2 separate regions of the Columba livia genome follow, and region 2 is linked to region 1. A link is a contact called in public Hi-C data. All regions are on one chromosome and are shown on one strand. The core of a region is the stretch at or near the end of the contact, and the rest is flanking DNA. Distances in the headings are between cores, read along the strand shown.

Region 1 (6,533 bases), core at 1,150-3,649:
TGGCATGCAAGAGAAACTGAGGGGGAGTCATCTGACTGAAATTGTTAATGTTGGAGGGAAATAAAGGAACTATTTTGGGAGCGCTTGTTTTCCTCTGATTATCAGAGAAGCCTGGCCAACCTTCATACACCATCACCTGACTTCTTTCTGTATGCAGAAAGAATTTGATTTACATGGTTTCTCCATACATGTTGGATGTAATACTGAATAATTGGAATGAGGAAGCTTCCAGATGGGCATTAAGAAAAATTTGCCAACAAGGGCAATGAAGCAGTAGAAATAAATTGCCTAGGGAAGGTTTTGAGCATTCATCACTGAGTAGAAAAAAAAGTAAAATTGTCTATTGAAGTTGATAGCAAGTGCTTCTAGTGATCATCGTCAGGCTTGAGGTGAGCCCTTCAGGAAGGAGCAAAAATGTGTCCTAGTTTACAGGTGGTATAAATTCTATGCGGAAATGGGAAGAATAATTCTAGTCGTGCATGAAAATCTGGATAGTATTATTTATTACAGTATGCTTAGTAAGCCTAGGCCAGGCATGAAACATTAAGCTCTTTGGTGTTTACTGTATATTAAAGTAATAAGTCATTGGACAAACACATTGAAGAATAAAGGATGTAACTGAGCATGGTTGCTTTTTGTGTGTATAGTTGTCATTATAATCTTACCACAGGCTTGAGCCATGGTTAAAATTTGAAACCAACATAGGTCTTCACACCAGTTTTCCTGGCTTCTTTTCCATAATACTGAATATAAACTTAAGACAAGTGATGAATGTGTAGCTTTGGGAAGCTAAGTAAAATAGATCAGCAAGTGAAGTGCAATAACAATTGAGGAAAAAGCAGATTAATTCTAGTGTGCTTATCATTATTGTTGCATCTTCTGATGTATTGCAATATGTATGAAAAAAATCATTGCACAAGATTGCTTAATAACTTGAAAAATTAAGTTTCCTTTGTTTACTGTAAATTGTGGGACTAGAATGAAAGGTGTCATTGCTTTGCAGCTTAATGAACACTAACAAAAGGCAAGCATGGATTAATAAATTGTTGATGCCCAAGTGCAGCTTCATACATCATCTTTTCCTTGCTGCTACAGTTACTGGAAAATGAAGAATGGCGATGGATACAAGCTGGTCTGTCAAAACCAAGCCAACTCATTTTACTACAGCTTCTTCAGAATTGCTGATAGACAAAAGACTTTTGATTTCAAAGTTCGGTTTTGATATGAAAGATCCTATGCTGACCACTGCCCCTCAGAAGAGAGCTTTGGGTCTAGAAGTGGCTGATGGATAGCCTTATTTTCTATGTCAGATTCTAAGACTTTTACAACATGTAGAACATCCTGTGCTTTCCATTTCAGCTAGGGTTACCTCATTGCAAACCGTAAAGAGAAATAAAAGTAAAACATAGTTGTTGTTAGCATTATATTGGATATCAAGAAGACTTTTTATTAAAAAAGACCTTTAGTCCAATCCTTCTCCTCCCAAAAAGCAACTTATCTGTTTTTCCTTAAGAGTTTTGTTGTCATGAGGAAAAAACTTTTAATTATTATATGCTTCTTATGTGAATTACATTAATATAGACTTCCTTTCTTCTCTTGTCACTTCAGGAATGTATAAAACCCCAAAATCTTAGATTTGTCAGTCCCACTTGTCTGTATGCTGTTAAAGTAGCGAAGAAAGAGACTGAAATCATGATGCTGGTGCAGTCAGTGTCACATTCATGTGAATGTCTGGCATTTTTTTAAAGGAAAGAGGACAATAACTGAAAGTTGGGTTCAAGTATGAATCCAGAAGCTGGCAATCTCTGGCACAGGGAACAATTCTTGCTGCAGGGTGATGAGTTGTGCAGTGGGAGAAGATGAACACAGAACCTGTCTGCGTGAAGAGGATGGGCAAACATAAATTAATGCCTTTTTTAAAAATTAAGTTCATTATATAGTTGTAGCAGCTTGTTAGACTTGGTCTCATGTTTAGGAATGGCTTTCTTCTTTCTGATAGTATGTATGAGTGCCAGATCAGGAACGTTGTATGAGAATGTCATGGGAAGCTGAAGCAGTATGAAGGACGAGGTCATCTCCTTAATTGCTGAGAAATGTCATTTACATTTCACGAAGTGAGTGGATGGATGCTGACAAGAAGTGGAGGATTGCGTTTGTTGAAGCCAGAAGCTCACACAATGACTTAGTTGTCTCTAGTAGAAACAGAAGGAAGTAAATACATCTAGAGAAAATAGGAGATGCTTCCTTTTACTAGTATCTCCCCTCATAAGTTTATTTTCTCTCTCAGCTTAGTGGAAAAACTTGTGCTGTGGCAATATAGGGATGAAAATTATGGACAACTTGTGTTGCAATAATTAGGAATTATACAGAAAATAACATTAGTAACTCTAACCACATGCAGTGTAGGCTGCAAAGCTCAGACAACTTGCATGACTGGCAGAGGATATATGTGGAAATCCTAGTGGAAAAAGGTACAGAAAGGCAGATGAGGCTAATCTTGATGTAGAGAAGAACAATCAGAATGTAGATAAAAACCTCATTTGTTACAGTCAACTCAGAAGCTGGAGATGTGTTTCTGAAAGGAAATAGTGTGTTTTGTAACCAGGATGAGACAATGAATAGGGGTCTAGAAGTACCCCCAGGACACTGAGGAGGTCAGAGAGAAGCAATGGGAAATATTGAAAACACTTAGACATTGTTGTTACCCATCTTAACGTTTTAAAAATGATGCAACACCAAGGCAGTGTTAGGAGGATCTCTCTAACATGTTGCCCAGGTTTTACAGAGATGGAGGTAGTACATTCCTCGTTATGCTGAAGAAACTTAAATAGTGAGGTATATAGTTCACTTTTATTTGGATGTGTGAACTTGCGTAGTTTATAGCTTTGATGTGGTTTATGCCTTTTCTTTCCCCCTTGTATTGTCTGCTTAAGTAACCTGATGGAGCAGCACACCGGTTAAAGCGAAAAAGCTGTTGTGCACAACACTGGAACATGCTGATGATGCCTGTGCTTTCAGGAGCTGAGCAAACAACCTGGTGTTAAATATCCACCCAATACTCATCCAGTGACTGTAGAGCCTATTTTTAATGTTCCTGTAGGTCAAATTGAAAGGAGGGTAAAATTGTTACTGTGTTCAATTTTGATAAGAACTAATTTTTCCCTCCCCTTGTATTTACGATTGGGAAATTTAGTTTTTATAATGCATATACAAATTAATTCACGTTATAGAGATCCTTATTTATATATATTTAAAAATTATAAGCATTCTGAGAATTCTTCTAGTCCACATAATCTATTAGAAACATGTCTATCTTCAGTCCTCTTTAGCGTGCCTATCTTGGGAGCCGCAATCACCCTTTGTAGCTTCAGTAGTGGGGAGAAATGGAGAGAGCAATAAGCTGTTATGCTGACACAGGAGCAGGGATGCATTGAAGAACTACCTTCTGAAATCTGTTACTCAGAAAAGTTTGGGGAAATTGGAAGAGTTTGCTTAAAATAAGAGAAATCCTGTTTTCAAAACAACATATCCAAGCTTGCTAATATAAATGCTTTTCCCGTGTTTTGGGAAGATAGGTAAACATTAGGGTCACAATGTTGTTCTGTAGTTCTTGTGTAATAGAAATGCTCTTTTTTCATTCTTCTCTGCATATACCGAATTGGGTCAGCATTTATTCTCCTGTGGGTTGTATGCTGTGTGTTACCTCTGGCTCTGTCTCAAGCAAGATGTTTTCTCACTTGTGCAAAATGACTGTGTTGATGGAAAGTCTTCCAAAACTTCTCTCGAAACTTCAGTTTCTTTACAGTTCATGGAGTCCCACTGCAGTTTGACTGATGACTTTAATTTTGCTTTTGTGGGCGAGTCATGTCTTCATGTGGATTGTTGGAGGAGTTGTAACAAGGTTTTAAATTACAAAAAAAAAGTGATTATTTATAGATAATCCTCCCAAATTGACTTCTGTTTAAGAAGACTATTGACCAATTTTCTTTTCCTAATGTTTTGCTCTAAAGTGTTCAAATATTTACCGAAAAGACAGACTTTTTTTTCTGTGGTGATTTATTGTCTGAATTTGATGTAGGGTTTTGTTTGTTTGTTTTTTCCATAAGTTTGGGGATTTAATACATTAAGGATTTGCGTGCAGGGATTTTATTCCCCTCTGCACCCCCCTTCCATTCCTGCTTGCCTCTTCAGTGATTTATGTGTTTATTGTGGGCTTCACTCATGTTTTCAATTTTTCACTGTCTTGTCCTCTCCAGAACTCCCATATCATTGTCTTCCATCAGCTGCCCCAGCTCTTCTCTTTGGTGGTTTTCTTTTTAGTTGTCCTCACTCCCATAGCTGAAACATCACCGACTTGGGGATTCCCTCACGTTGACCTAATGCACCCAAACTGGAGTCAGTACAGCTGATGCCGTTGATTGCCTAGTACATACATATATATGAAACTTACAACTGTAAAACCACTGGGAGTTCTGTAGAAGTGCTAACTGAAGTTACAGTGGTAGTTAAGCTCAATGTCCTTTTTGTTTCTCCATTTCTTAAGCCTCTATGTAAAGCTTCCAAGGCTTCTTATGCCTGAAAACAGTAACCAATGAAACATCAGCTTCTCAACTTATCTTCATTTCTATACTATGTTTACAGAGCAAGAGCAGATACTTTCATTGTGTTTGATCCAAAACGGATAAAGCTGAATATGCAGCCTTGATACATGCACGTATGTGTGCATATAACTATATTTTGGTTATTGAAGTTTAGCAAGGTCTTTTCTTTGTTTTAATCCACATCTTGTACGTTATAGTCCTTTGTTTACATTTACCCTTCATGTCTAGTGTCCTCTGGTTAGATTTCTGTAGCAACGTAATGCTTTCCTTTATGTTGGAATTTTCTCTTGTTTAAAGTAGTAGGTTCCAACCAGTTTACCATTTGCTTTGTTATTAAGTAACTGTACCAGGGGGAATGTCTGGGTTCAAAGTCGATCTCTGAAAGCCTGAATTACCGGAAGGGAATTACTGACTGTGTAAGCATGGCCTTATTACTTTAAAAGTGAAATTAATGTTAAGTCTGTTTGCTTAGCTATACAGATTAACAGAAGCTACTGTTTCTTTTATTTTATAGTGGCATTTATTTTCAACTGGATTGGATTTTGTTTATCCTTCTGTATAACAAATACCATAGCTGGGAGGTATGGTGCAATCTGTGGATTTGGTCTCTCCCTGATCAAATGGATTCTTATTGTACGGGTATGTTTGGGTTTTTTTTGATTCACACTGTACAGACACTATTTGTAGAACCAAACCATAACATTTCATTCAAGGATATATAATAATGGAATTAAAAATTAGTATAGTAAATTCCAGTATTTAACAAAGTGCCTAGAATTTTCTCTAACTTCTACTTTAGTTGAGAATTTACTTGCTATATATATGCTTACTAAGGATGAAGCTTAATCTATTTTTATCTGACATAGCATTTTATGTTAGTCTTTCCACTGAATAAATGCAGATGACTCATTTTTTGCACAAATATTTTAAAACATAAAGAAGAAATGGAGCTGGTACCTAAAATGTCACTGGTATTATAGTGTCCTATATGAAAGGTTTATAAATAGCTCAGTCTGTTGGCCGGGGGAAAAAAATAATAATTAGAAAACCTTTTTCCCTTGTGTTTGATTCTTTTATTCTCTGTAAGATATGTACTGAATCAAGTCAAAATTGAATATGAAATTAGTTACATTTTTATCATCTCAGATGCTGAATTTCTTGATGTTTTAACTGCAAGACTAGGTGCTGTTCAGAAAGGTATGTTAGCCAAGGGAAAGTTACTTAGCTAAGTGGATACTGGATGAAATGTGATGATCCTTTCTGAATTCTGCACGACTGTGAGACACAACATTTAAAATTTCACTCTATCTAACGACAAGAGAGATCTTGGGTAACTTAGTTAACTTTTATGCCCTGTCAGCTCTGAATTTGTTATGTGTGTGTGCTAGTAACTTTAACTTGATTTGGTCTTGGCACAATAATACAGGGATCGTAGAGAGGAGAGATTGCATGGTCCTTCCTGGACATGCCCTTCATTCTTCTTACAGCTGAGGGTGGGTTTTTCTTTGCTTTGCCAGGGCAGGGGAATTCTACTGGACTAGATGTGATTCTTAGTTGGAATTCAGGATCTGGGATGAAATTTGTCTCAAGGGAGGGAGAAGACATGATTTTTTCAACTGTGCGTGCATTAGGGATACCTTCAGCTTCCCTTGAGCCGTACTGAATAGAGGGTAGAATTGCTCATTGTGTCAGTGTTATTATTCCTCTCTGCTTGAAAATGTGCTCATAATGAATACCAAAATTAATATATGCTAAATTTCAGTGAAGAATTACTGTGTTCTAGGCTATATTTAAATTTCTGTATGTAATCTTTTACTAACTTTAAAATATTGGAGCTGACCAATTCCAAGACCTCAGGGCTCTTTTTGCTTCGTAGTGAAGATTGTCATCTTGTGTTGTCTCCTTTTATAGAGACAACAACCGAAAGCTCGT
Region 2 (6,619 bases), core at 1,350-3,849, 360 kb after region 1:
CAGCACACTTATTTGCAAACACACATTTGCCTGAAAATTCCTAGGGGAAAGCATGTCTCTCCCTCCTCTGATCTAGCCCTTCTCTCCTTTCCATCCACCAAGAGCAGAGAAGCAGCATTTGCCTTTTTTTTTTTTTTTTCTGCGTGCATGTGTGCGACAACACGATTCCCCACTTCTAAAAGCCAAAGTCCACTCTCGCAGAGCTCAAGTGCCATGATTGCTAACTTTTCCTAGCTGGGATTGGCAAAAGGGCGAGCAAGGGGGCCGGGTTTCGCGTTCGGCACATTTGGGGAAGTTTAAAACCCAAGGGGCTTCTTGCGTGCTGTGGAAAAACCCCGTGTCTCTGGCTGGGAGAAGGCAAGCCTAAGGGGGAGAAGTCCTCTGCCCGTGATTTTCTGTTTTGTGGCCGGAGCCAGTGCAAGGCACCCCCACCCCCATCCTCACCGCACACACACCAACCACCTCCTCTTCTTTCAAAGTGCTTTGAAACCCCCATTAAGGGCCGAGTGTGTGATCAGACTATGGATTAGGGCAAAAGGGACTTTACCATCGGGGTGGGGCAAACTGACACACAAATAGCTTGCTGAAAACACCAGCAGGTTTTGTTGTTTTTTTTTTTTTTTTTTTTTTGGAGGGGGGTTAGGAGGGGCTGGTATAAAGTAAACCTACCAAAAAAAAAAAAGTAACAGCAAAAATTAAGGCTTTCCTTCCGCTCCACACATATCCTCTGCATAGAAGAATCTGAGCAAGAACTTTCCTCGTCTTACGGGTCGAATTAATCACACGAGAAATATATATGTGTATATATGCACACACACATATATATTTATATCAGACGTGCACTCACTTCCGAATTGCACGGATCTCCCGACGCCACTACAGACGGGCGTAAATCAGTCACTGGAAGGCGGGTTGCCTGCTCTCCCCCAAGCCGGAGGGACAAACAGCCCCAGCGCTCGACAACCCCGCAGCGCCTTCCCTTCAACTCCCCCGGGGGCTTGTCGGAAACCCACGCGTGCCCGGCGCGGCAGGAGCGCGCAGGACCGCCCGTTCCCGGCTCTCCGCTGCAGGGAAAACACGCCGAAGTCCCGTCCCGTCCCCCCCGCGCCCCGCTCGCAGCCCCCGCAGGCATTGCCTCCGCGCCCGCGCAGCCCTCCGCCCTCCGCGCAGCCTTCCGCCCCCTGCGCCCCCGAGGCACCCCGGCGGGGAGCAAACGCGGCGCAGCCCGCAAACCCAAGCAGAGCTTCCCCCCCCCCAACCCCCCTCCCCGGAGAGAAACCGCTCCGAAATCCCACCTCCGGCTCCTCTTTGGGAAAGGAAGGAGAGGGGAAGGGGGGAGAGGGAGAACCTGTACGAATGGAAAAGGGATCGGCCTAAAACATTTCCACGAGTTTTCTTGGAGCAACCGGGGCGGGGGGGGGGGGGTGTACTGAAAAGCTTGTTTTGCAAAGAAGGAAAAGGCTCTCACCGTGATCGCGGCGCTGCACCAAACCCCTCTCTCTCTTGTATTTTCTTCTTCCTGCGGTTTGCAAATAAATCCAGCCCTAAAGCAAAAAAAAATTCTTTTCCAAACTCTGCTTTAGTCCAACTTGCAAATTAGAGTAAGAATGATCACCATGTAAAAAAGTCCAGAGCAAAGCTAGGTCTCTCTCCCCAGATCGATTACAAATACGTGTGTGCGCGTATATACTATTAACAATAATCAAAACACCTCTTCGGATCGGGGTGGGTTTTCTTTGCCCCTAGAAAGAAATCACTCAAGTCTCTCACACACACTTTTTTTTTTTCCTCAATGAACAGGAGGCCGAATCGCCAATACCAAGTCACTTTTTTGTTGTTGTTGCAAATGATCAAAAGGCAGGGAAAAGCCAAAGAAAACAAAATAAAGTGGAACTAAAATAAAATCCCAAAGCTTTCTTCCACTGAGCTCTTCCAAAAAAGCAGCTTGTGCAATGTAGCCGTCCTGCTGAGAGGCTGCTTGCTGCAAGCTCCTCTCCCCTCTCTCTAGCTTTCTCGCTCCCTCTGCGAGCGTGTGTGTGTTGCAGGCAGTTCTGTGGTTTGCAATCGGGGGGGGGGGTGTTTTGGGAGCGCAGCGGATTTGTGGTGGTGGTTGTTGTTGTGTGTTTGGAGGAGGTGGAGGAGGAGGAGGAAGATTTGAGATCTGAGCTGTAGGGGCTCGGCGTTTTTCTGCTCGCTCGCTCTCCCCCTCTCTCTCTTTTTCTTTCCGGAGGACGTAGGGTGATCTCTCTGCAAAAGCAGCAGTAAATGGCGTCATGTGGATCTGAGGAGGAACAGAGCAGTTGTTGTCCCAGAGGATATATCGCATCCGGTCCCAGCTCATTGGCTCTGCGGGGCTACATTCACTGGCGCTCCCAGCGCCCTGCCAGCACTCCGAGCTGCGGGAGGCATTCAAAAGGGCAGTGCTGCCGCCGCGCCAGCCCGGCCCCGGCCCCGGCCCTTCCCTGCGCTGCGCGGGGGCGGCGGGGAGCCCCGCTCCCGGGGCCTCGCCGCAGCCTGTTTTCACAGGAGGCTCCTCCGTGCGCGGTCACACGGCGCTCGGGGTTGCTTTTGTGCTCCTGTATTTATTCAGAGGCAAGGCAGCGATAGGTTTGCAGGGAGCCGAGGGGAGCTCACTTCTCCCGAGGAGACCCGGTCTCCTCGCCGCTGCGGGCTTTCGGGAGACCCGTTTCCAGGTGTTCCCTCCAGTTTCCCGCCCCCCCCCCCCCCCCCCCGCCCCGTGTTTTCATTTAACCGAGTGGAATAAAAGTTTACACTTTCTGCCCTCCCCCCTCTTTTCATCAGTCCCTGGCCGCTCAGGGAGAAGGAAGGGTGATTACTCGGGGCATTGTCCCGCGGATTAACGCGATTAGGCGGCGCGGAAGGCGCCCCCGTGGCCGGGCGGGAGCGCGGAGCGGGGCCCGCGGGGCGCGGAGCCGCGGCCACGGGGCGGCGGGACAGGCCGCTGACAGCGCGCCGCGGTACTTTCCGTGCCTCGGGCAGCTGCACGGTTTGCGGTGTTCCAGGGCAGCATCGGAGCCTCCTCGCCTGTGCGGAGGGGTGAGGTTTTCTTCAGGGGGAAACGAAAGAAAAAAAGGAAAAAACTTTGTTTTAATTAATTCACATTCCCCTGGGGGGACACAGTCTGCAAGCAGTTCACAAACGTGACTGTTTGTCTTCTGGGCGTTTCCTGACACGGCCACAGCTCGGTCCCTTTAGTATGAGCTGAAGTTACTGACGGGCCCACTTTCGCTGGGCCCAGGCATCTTGTGCCTACATGTACGCGCAGAGCAGCGTATCCACGTAGGCGTGCACCCAGCACAAATATACCCGTATCACGTGTAGTACTGCTTAAAATATACACGATGTGTAAGGCGGTAATGCATTGCATTATTTACATGAATAAGCCCCAGTGCAAAAACCCCATCAGCCCTTTTTTTACTACTTCAGGCAATTTTGCAGGCACTTCCTCTTCTCCACCTGCTAGTCACAGCTTTTTGAAGGGGGTGGTCGTTCTCAAAAACATGGAAATTAAGAGAGCAGTGCTTTACACGGGGGGCCTTTAGGTTTTCATACTTTTATACGCAAATATCCAGTCGTCCACAATAATGTTCTGAACCTGCAAATTATTTTTCCATAGTTGCTTGTCAGTAAGGTTAGCCTGAGTTACGCGAGTCTAACTTCTTTCCTTCCACGGCGGCTTCACCAAGCCCCTATCTTGCCTAAAATTGCTGCCGCCTCAGCGCGGGAGGTGCTCGGGGCCCGGGCGTCCGTTCCACTCCCACCCTGCTCGCCCCCCTGGACCCGCAGATGGAGCAAAAATCTCGTCGGGGTGGGGGCAGCCCCGCTGCTGGAGCCGCAGCCCCGCGGGGCTGGGTTTCATTCAGGACTCCCGGTGCATGGAGGCGGCGGCCCGGCCGCTCTCCCCGCCAGAGGGAGCGCGGCGCCGGGGCGGGGGCCTGCGGGGAGAGTGGGACACGGCGCCCGTGCGGCACCCGCCGGAGCCTCCGCGGAGGCAGCAGCCCCGCCGGCGGGCAGGGGAAGGGCGGGAGGAAGCTCACGGACATTCCCCTGGGTCTTCCCCACGGGAGGGGTCACCCACCGGCGTGGAGTCGCGCTGCGGTGTGCGGCTGTGGAGAAGACCGACCTGGGTGTCCTCCGATGTGCTGGCTGCGGACGCTGTCGACAAGGTCATCCCACGGGATTCAGCTGCGAGAAATGGGCATAGGTTAAAATACCTGTGAAATCTTAATTTCACTTCATCGTGGAAACAGAAAAATCACTTCCACATAGCTAAGTCAAAAAATAGGTGGAGAGTTCTTTATGCAAGGGTATGCACATGGGAAAGGTCTGCTGGATTATTTGTCAATGTTTATACTGTGTATATAAATAGTGTTTAAACTGGAAAGTTCGTAATATCGTTTTTAAATCTGTTGATTACTAGACCAATCGTCAATTTATATGCCATTTCTCAAGTACAGGTGTATACACTTAATACAGTGAGTAGTTCCTCAAACAGATATGAAAACAGCAAAGCTATTTTTATTCAGAGCCAGTCATGCATGCTAAATAGTGAAGTGTCAATGTTTTATAGCAAAAAACCCAAAAAAGCATAAAGCATCCTAGTACTGCTAAGTTTGAAAACGAAGCACCAAACCTGCCAAGATTTGCACACAAACTTCACTTGCACACAGGTGATCAATAACTAGTGAACAAATACACAAAATTAAGTGGGCTTCTTTTTTGTTTTAGAGTTGGAAGCTCAAAGCTGAATTCTCAGGCCTTTAATTTGATGATACATTGGAACCAGCTTTCGCAGGATTATGTAGATCACTCACATTTCGCATTTCTTCTCATGGATAGTGGCTTAATGCATGTGACTATGTTTCCCCTAGTGGTTTGCTCTAACCACTGCATGAATTTTTTTGCTTTCAAACCAAGCAGACCTTGTTTTCGGAGATGAAGGTCTTCAGTTCATTCTCAGCAGAGGAGTGTAGCTGTTGTGTGTATATATGTGTACACACACACACACACACACATATATGTTGTGTACACACACACACTTATATGTATTTATATACATATAGATATATGTGTTTGTGATATATTAGAACAGTAGCAATTCCAGTGACTTCAGGTGAAAAACTGGGCAGAGTTGAGGTCTGTGACATTACAGACACCCATCTGAAATAGTAAAAAACTTTTTTCCAGGCTGAAATTGTCCCACAAGATTTTACTTTATTTGATTTTCAGATCCAGGACTTGAAAACAAGTAGTATTTCCCCCTTTTGTAAATTAAAAAGAAGTTCATTCATAAGGAACTGCTTCTTGCAGGGGAATGGAAGTGCAGTAAATTTGCTGACTTTCAGAACATTTTGTACATTATCTCCTGAGCTGATACAGTGAATTAAGGATATTGATTCTGCACATCCTGAAAGGACTAAGTTTGGCTGCACACTGCTTCTAATGACCACTATTTCCTTAGAAACTTAAACCTTTAATTGATTGTCTTTCATGTTTGTAACTCTGAAAAAGGTAATGTACATAAAAGAATTATTGAATTTTTTAAAAGTAATTAGCTGTAAAGCTATTTGCCTACTGACATTTTATTGAGATTCTCAGGGCAGACAAGGACACTTAGATATATCACAGAGAGAAACAGAGAAGTAAAAGTCACTTTGCTATAAACAGTTGGTCATTTTTTATGACAAAAATGGTGTTCCTGAATCAGTAATTTTATTTTTGTGATTTTTATTGTAGCTTACCTGAAGGAAATCCCAGAATTCCTTAAGAGGGGAAAATGAGCAAAGGCTACTGGGAACCCACTCTGGTGGGACAAGGAGCAACACTGTTAAATGTGAAAAATAGGATAAATACCTGCTGCTCTGCTTGAGAATACACATGTTCTGCAGCTGCTGGGATTTGGTCTCCTGTTTTTATGGATGCACAGTTCTTCTGGGATTAAACTACTGTTATACATATCTAGCTAATGATCACCACCTTCCTTAAAGGTGATATAGGCCAGATCCTGTGTAACTTTATGCCATCTTATGATTGCCCCAGTATAAGGAGGGACAGTTGCCAGGATAATATTTTCTTGTTGGATACCAAATATACTTACGTAAATTTAAAAAAATAAACAAAACCCTTTCCTGATCCTTCTGAAATTATACTGAAGAATACATACATTTAGTATTTATAATATAATGTGAAACTTCTGCATATAAATTGTTCTAATAAAGCTAGTATGCTCTTTGATGTGCTGTTCAATGTTATTTGGTTATATTTGTGTCCTTGATAAAATCAGCATTGGTTTTTTGGAATTCAACTTTATAAACCTCTCCAGCTTACACAGTGTACTTTATAATTAGTTCTCTCTTCTCAAATACCTTGAGACCAAATGTTCAAAAGTGGGACAATTTAGCATGGACAGGACTAAGTGGAGTTTATTTGCTAAACTGGTATTATGGCAGGCTTTTTATGGTGTATTTGCTTGGCCTAGAATTTTCCTCTTAATGTTTTTGACTGCTTTGGTAGAAGTAATCATGAAAATGACACTACAGACAAGCTACGTCTGTCAGTGTTTGAAACACTGCACTCTCTAGCCTCATTCACTTAGAGA

What was found. A called contact is a pair of places that touch in the nucleus more often than the background predicts.
Region 2: a contact with region 1 is called in a Hi-C map of liver, with 2.4 times the contacts expected there. The contact joins the promoter of SPRY2 here to the enhancer-like site in region 1. A contact is called at or near these places in 2 of 2 Hi-C or Micro-C datasets (crop and liver).

The regions. Positions count from the first base shown.
Region 1 is chr1:47,117,237-47,123,769 of bColLiv1.pat.W.v2, forward strand. NDFIP2 (Nedd4 family interacting protein 2) reads left to right here. Exons shown (of 8, transcript XM_065056575.1): 5 at 5,116-5,240. Among named protein-coding and RNA genes, the nearest start is that of NDFIP2, 34 kb to the left of the region's middle. Within about 2 kb of position 2,400, at least 1 of the 3 cell types and tissues checked has an H3K27ac peak away from gene starts, as active enhancers do.
Region 2 is chr1:47,481,404-47,488,022 of bColLiv1.pat.W.v2, forward strand. SPRY2 (sprouty RTK signaling antagonist 2) reads right to left here and starts at 2,600. Exons shown (of 3, transcript XM_021292265.2): 1 at 1,469-2,600.